Linked DNA regions of Sus scrofa: region 1 is linked to region 2. A link is a contact called in public Hi-C data. All regions are on one chromosome and are shown on one strand. Each heading gives the region's core, a stretch centred on a gene start, on an enhancer-like site or on the middle of the called end of the contact. The rest is flanking DNA. Distances are from core to core; before and after follow the strand shown. Region 1 has its middle 570 kb from the start of ZNF608. Region 2 holds the start of ZNF608 (zinc finger protein 608).

Region 1 (3,098 bases), core at 367-2,866, 570 kb before region 2:
TTCACAGGGAGATATTTTCTTTCAAGTACAAGCTACAAGTATTTTTTTCAAAGAATGTGAAGGCTTCCAGAGGTATGGGATGTTACTTTTTTTAATCTGATAATACATATGGAGGAAGCAGGTTCTCAAAACAATGTTGATTCTGCCTCTTTTAAAAATATGAATTGCCTCACTTCTGGTCATATATAAAACTATCTGTTCTTCTTCGAACATGTTTAAGGAGAAGTTGGGCAAACAAAACTAGTTCTAAGGCACGGCTCCATTCGCATACTCTGCACTGATGCTTCTAGAAAGTGTATTTATAATGTGTATTTACTTTAAGAAGATCAAGACACTTACTTTTAAAATACGTTTCTGTGATATGTGCTCCCAGAGTTGGACATTAATCAAACCTAAGTAGAATCAACTGAGAGTCAAACTGAATCTCAGAAGCAGAATAACTGGCTTTAGAGAAAGGGCTGGAGGGCTTAGGAAAAGGTCCTCAGGGAAGCAGGCTGTACTTGGAATGTGAGTACCAGTCATTCTATGTGCCACTGGCTGTGTCTGTCCTTAGTGGTCTCAGATCCCATTGTGAAGGAAGGACTTTGGGAACATCCTTCTCCCTCTTGCCTCTCTTCTCCATTTGTAGGTTACATAGAAGCAAGACCAAGAGAGTATGAACTAACATTCAAATTTAGGGCTTATACTTTTTTAAGTTTTTAGTAAGATAACAAGAGTAAACAAAAGAGCTTTGTTCCCAGTCTTAATTTTAATTGGTTCATGCAAAGATATTTTCTAACCATTGGAATCCACAACCTAATCATTAACTTAATCATCCTATTAACTTTGCCAATATACATTGCTTTATGCCATACTGACCTACTCATGTGCACAAAATATGTGTGCAACATTCAGAGATACAGCAAGTTGTGTGTCTGTATGGAGAAAGACACAGACACACACACACACACACGCACAGAGCAGGTCAAGACAACAGCTGTTCAGCATTATTTACAATATACAGGCATCAGTGATGACCTAAAGAGCTGAAGAAAAAAACAGGCCATATTTTCAGCTTAATAAAACCCTGCAGTAGGGAGCCCTTTATGAACAATTACAAGCATTTGCCGGAAATACATTTGCTGATTTAACAAACTGGGTAGGACAAATGTTTAACATGCTGTCGTAATGATGTTCAGATGCTTTTCTTAGTATTCGTTGATCTGAGATAATGCGTTCTTGCCCAATCATTCTACAAAGCAGCAGCAGAAATAAATAAATAAATAGATGTAACGTGATGCGCTCCCACAATAGCAGCGCTGCTGACTGCCCCTGACAGATGGGGAAAAAAAAAGTCAATATGATGCCTGAGACAGCCCAGGCTTGGCACCGCAGAATAAATTACATGATTCGCTGAATGCCTGGGCTTCGCTCAGACATACAAAAAAATTGGAAAGATAAAAGCTTGCATTGGCTTCAGATGATATTTACTGCTTGATGGATTTACTAGCAGCCCCAGTACAGTCATACTGTATTGAATTATTGGCCTCTATTTAGCTGTGTGTCTGTCGGATCTTGAGTGTCCATTTAAGCGTAAGTGAGCTGGAGGCCCGCCAAGCCTCTCAGAGGCTCTGGGTACAGAGGGAGATGTGAGCTAATGGCCACCAGCCCGAAGAACAGAGAGCTGGAGGACACTGGGGGAGGCAACAAAGCCCAGCTACAAAGTACTTTCTTATCAATATTAATGCCAAAATAAATATTAATGGAGGCTGCCCGGCACATCATTTTTGAATGTGCCTTGTTTTCTTTGTATTTTAACACAAATGGCTGGAAATGACTGTGTGATTTTTCTCTTTCTTTCACATTTTCTTTCTTGCTCTGAATCTAAGCAAGAATTTGGAAAAGAACATTAGCTTTGCTCCTACCGTTGTCACAGCGGTGGGGTTTCTATAAGGCAAAGGAGGCAAATGAAATGCTGGTTTTAAGAGGTATACGGCTTCCAATAAAATATATGATTAGAATAGTAATGCACAGTATTGCAGCTATTGTTATGGATTCTTTATTGCATTGTGCTCAGGCAGTTCAACTGAGAAGTAGCATTTCATGTACAAAGAACCCAATGGGAAAGTCGCATTGTCATCTTAGCTTCAAAAAAAAGAAGGTGGTGTGTGGCAGGGGGGCAAAAGGGTCCATGGGGACTCTCTGTACTTTCGGCTCCATTTTGCTGTGAACTTAAAACCACTCTAAAAAAATAACATTTACTAATTAAATGAACACGCACACAAAGAAGGTGTAGGTACGGTGGGCATGGTGGGGAACAAAGAGAGCTAAGTGCCCAAGGCACTGGAGTGACCCAGAGTCCAAAACGTGAGTGAACTGAAATTGTGCATCATGTGTGCACGATGGGGAAGTGAGCGTAAGCCAGAGAGATGGAGCAGTTAAGAGAAGGTCTAGGGATTATTCCCAGGTTACTCACTTTTTATGCGAGTGATCAGGGGAAGGGTTACTGTGCAGGGCTCCAAAGTGAGATCTATGGCAGGAGTTTTCAGCTATCTGTGCAAGGGAACTGCTTCCCCCTGGGCAGCACAAAGCAACCCAGCATTCTCGGAAGATGCATGTGGAGCGTGCCAGATGACTGAATGCACAGGGTAGCTTCAAGAGGACCTCCTTGCTCTGGCGAGAGCACAGATAGCCTCCAGGAGCAGGAAACGGGCTGCAGGTGAACCATCCCCGTGTTAACTCACCATGGAACCAAAGCTGGGAAAATCACTTCATTCCTTTTAGCCACTATTTCCTAGCCCGTAAAACAGCTGCTGATGTCATCACAATAACAATTTACTACTTCACAAGATCTTTAGTGGATCAGGTGGGGCAGGAATGATGAAAAGGGGTATGTTATGGCAGCAATGCACACTCAGTGCTTTCACACTTGCTCATTTACTCTCTTCACAACACAGTGATGTGCATCTTGCTATATCCGTTTCATGAAAAATGAGATGTAGTGACCTAGCCCACGTCACATAGCTAGAAATGCCAAGAATGGACCCCACGCCTCCCCTAGGGTACACTTTCTGGATGAAAAGACAAGAGTGATGGTCATTATCTCCCTCTTTGGGGAG
Region 2 (3,303 bases), core at 461-2,960:
TTTTTACACCCTTCAGTCCAGGTCCACCTTTTCCTGTGAAGGGGGGAAAAGTCGAATATTTCTTGTCTGGGTGTTACCAGAATAAAAAACGATTAATACTGGGGAGTCAGTAAGGGGTACAGGGAAGGATGGAGAGTAAAGTGGTTCATGTATTGTCTCCACAGTCCAATATCAGGTTTAAAGGAAAATAACCAAACCCGAAAAACATACCCATGACAGTAAGCATCTCACAGTAGCTAAAAAAGAAAAACCCTTTATGAACAGCACAAGGATAATCACTTTTTTAAAGGCATCAAAATATCTTAAGGATCTGAGTCAAGTCCAGAAAGGTTTAAAAAAAAAAAAAAAAGAGAGTTTAGGATTTTTTCTTTCTGGCACATACACATGATAACAACCCCAGAAACACAGCCTGAACACTCAGACAAGAGGAAGGAACACGCTTTAAACATCCTTAAACATGTCCTAGATCTTGCAATTTAAAAGACCAGACCCTGGAAGTTCTCTGAGACTAGTTTCAGAATGATGTTACTAAATTCTTCTCATTTCTAATTTTATTACTTCTTTTTACAAATTGTCTGGGCAATCTGTTTTTGTTCCCAGTAAGGAACAGGAAAAAAACAAAAAAAAAAGAAAAAAAAAACAAACAACCAATACGCCCCCCCATACCCATACCCCCTCTCCTATCCTGTCTTTCCCAACAGTTAATACAATTTTATTCTTGAAATATACACACGTCTTTAAGAGCATTTCTCTATTAAAGAAAAGACAGTGTTAAATAAAAGGCTAAATATCTGCCTTTGGAGAGAAAAAAAATTACATCTAAACAATTCTACCGTATTCCTAGGTCACAGACTTGCTCAGTCTGTTAAATATGGTGCTACTGACTGTACGGGAAACTGATTAAGACATACACTTTAAGTGATCTGCGCCAAGGTGGCCTCAATGACCGCAAATGAGTGTGTGTTTGACAAAGATCAGTTAAAACGGTTTTTAAAGGGATCAGCCCCTTTTTAACAGTTGTCAAGAAAAAAAAAATAAATATACATACACACACACACACACACACACAGACATTGCTTACCTTTAATCCTTTATCATTTTTTAATTAGGCCAGCAAATCAAAATGCCTTTCCCACTCCACTCGGCAAACAAGCCTGTGCCTCATTTTACTTAAACACCAAATGATCAAGAAGGAAGGAACCAAATAACACATCTCAGCCAGAATAATCACTCGATAACATTATTCCACCTCCCCATCCCCCTTTTGGCAAACGAATCAGTCCTTTTCTCCTTAAAAAAATGTGTCACTGTACAGCTGGAAGATAATGTTTCACATTCACAACAGAAGCACCAAAAGGGTTTTTTCCTCTTAACAAGCATCGAGAATAATAGTTTTTTAAAAAAAGAGAGCGAGCTTAGAGAAAAAAGTTTTCCCAACTTCTCATTCCGCCTTCAGTTCCAGACTTCAGAGTCACCGTGATCAGTAAGTAATGATCCCATGTAGCAAACCTACAGGCGTCCGCTAGTAACAAGACAGAATGTGCTAACATCGGGATAAATTAGTGAAAGGGAAGAAAGAATAAGAAGAAAGGACTGAAAATCTGGGCTGGATTCCGCCTGTTAGTCGGGAAGTGGCATTTTTCCGCCCGTCCTGACAGATTTGATTTCTTGAACTAACTTAAGAGGAAAGGAGGGGGACGCGGGGGGTGGGGAGGGGGGAGGAGGAAAGGGGGGGGACGAGAAGCCCGGCAAGAGGAGAACAAGAAAGGTGCGAGGGGGAGGGGAGCAGAGTATTCAGGGAGCTGATAAACCAGTTTTAACAGCCTTCGCTCGGGGCGGGGGTCGGCGGGGTGGGGAAAATAACGGCGTTTAAAATTGGTTCAGTCTTCGAAACCTAAAGGATGTGATGTTTTCCTGTTTTATGTTGTTTTAAGAAAAAGGAACCGAGTTCCTAGTATAAGTCCCTGAGGGGGAGAAAAAAAAAAAAAATCTGCTGTCGCTCAAGTCAATCAGTCATGTGGTAATTCGATAATTAGAGGGGAAAAAAAAAAGATTTTTTTAAGGCGACCTTTTTCAGGACAGTTTTTCCCATTTATAGTCGCAGCAAACGGTGCGTCTCCTTTTTATTTATTTTTCTCTCCTCCTCCTCCCTCGCCCACCCCCTCCTGTGTTTAGTCAGATGGCCCCAGAGCTTGGCTTAGTATTTTTAATTAGCTGGCGTTTGGAAGCTAAAAGCAGTAATGAATTGTTGATGGATTGGAAGTGGAGAGTCGCTTTGCTGGAAATGTCGGGGCTGGGAGAGGGGGATGGGCGAGTTAGCAACAACCAACCATCTAAAAGAAGCGATTTTGTTACAGTGCAAGCCTTTCACATCACGTGAGGATCAAGGGCTCAATTGGTTGTCGTGAGAACAAAAATGGTGACAAGCGTATCAAGAAAATACTGATCTGGTCTTTAAAAAAAAAGCTGAAGGTCTCTCCCCTCCCCCTGCACACACTCTCCCCACCGCCGCCTCCCCCCACCCCCGCCCTTGCAGTGGGAGCAGCTACAAGTTATGAATGTGAAACATTTCTCGCAGATCTAGGCTCGGAAGTTCGGAAGGAGTGAAATGTAATGAGCACAAGAGCAAAGCAGATGTTTTAAAGAAACACCTTATAAACCTTTCCTCAACTTATCTCCAATTTGTCGGCTTTCCCAAGGGGCCGGGATGGGGACGACCAGGCGAGCGGGGAGGGCACTTCCAAGCTACTTGGATTTTAGGGACCCCCCCCCCACCAATGTCTTAAACAAAGAAAAACATTTTGCTAGCTCCCTAGGCAGGTCCTGTAATAAACACACCATTGTTACTATTTGTGGGTTTGTTTGGGTTGGGTGGGGCTTTTTTTTTTTTTTCTCCTTAATGGTGTTTTTGCTGCTTGCTTTTTTAAGGAGGTGGAAAACGGTAATTATAACCATTACATGTAATGGGTGACTATTCCCTTGTTTAATATTAAATTATTGGGCACTAGATGTGACAAGAGACAGAAATCGGCTTGCTCTGCCCTTGCCCCCATTTTCCTGGCTCGGTTTGGAAGAGGGTCCTGCCCAGCTAGGATAGGAGAGGGTGGGGTGAGGTGCGCTAGAGAATGGACACTGCAGATCAGGATTTGTAACTGTGTCACTTTTATTCTCCTTGGGTTAGAGCCCAAAAGGTAATTTACTCTAAGTTACCCCAAGTGCCCAGTCAAGCTTAATTTGTGTGAAGAAGTTACAAATGCTTCACCCTCCACTGAATAAAAATTCACCCTTCTTGGGTTGTTGTTC

Evidence for each region. A called contact is a pair of places that touch in the nucleus more often than the background predicts.
Region 1: a contact with region 2 is called in a Hi-C map of skeletal muscle, with 3 times the contacts expected there. The contact joins the enhancer-like site here to the promoter of ZNF608 in region 2. A contact is called at or near these places in 6 of 47 Hi-C or Micro-C datasets (alveolar macrophages, embryonic fibroblasts, fetal heart ventricle and 2 more) and 1 of 2 datasets of contacts at active chromatin or transcription factors (skeletal muscle).

What each region holds. Positions count from the first base shown.
Region 1 is chr2:127,587,370-127,590,467 of Sscrofa11.1, forward strand. No RefSeq gene overlaps it. Among named protein-coding and RNA genes, the nearest start is that of ZNF608, 570 kb to the right of the region's middle. Within about 2 kb of position 1,617, at least 15 of the 83 cell types and tissues checked have an H3K27ac peak or open chromatin away from gene starts, as enhancers often do. A contact at or near this core is called in skeletal muscle, where this site is marked.
Region 2 is chr2:128,155,059-128,158,361 of Sscrofa11.1, forward strand. It overlaps ZNF608 (zinc finger protein 608), which reads right to left and starts at 1,711. Exons shown (of 13, transcript XM_005661601.3): 1 at 1,082-1,711; 2 at 1-33.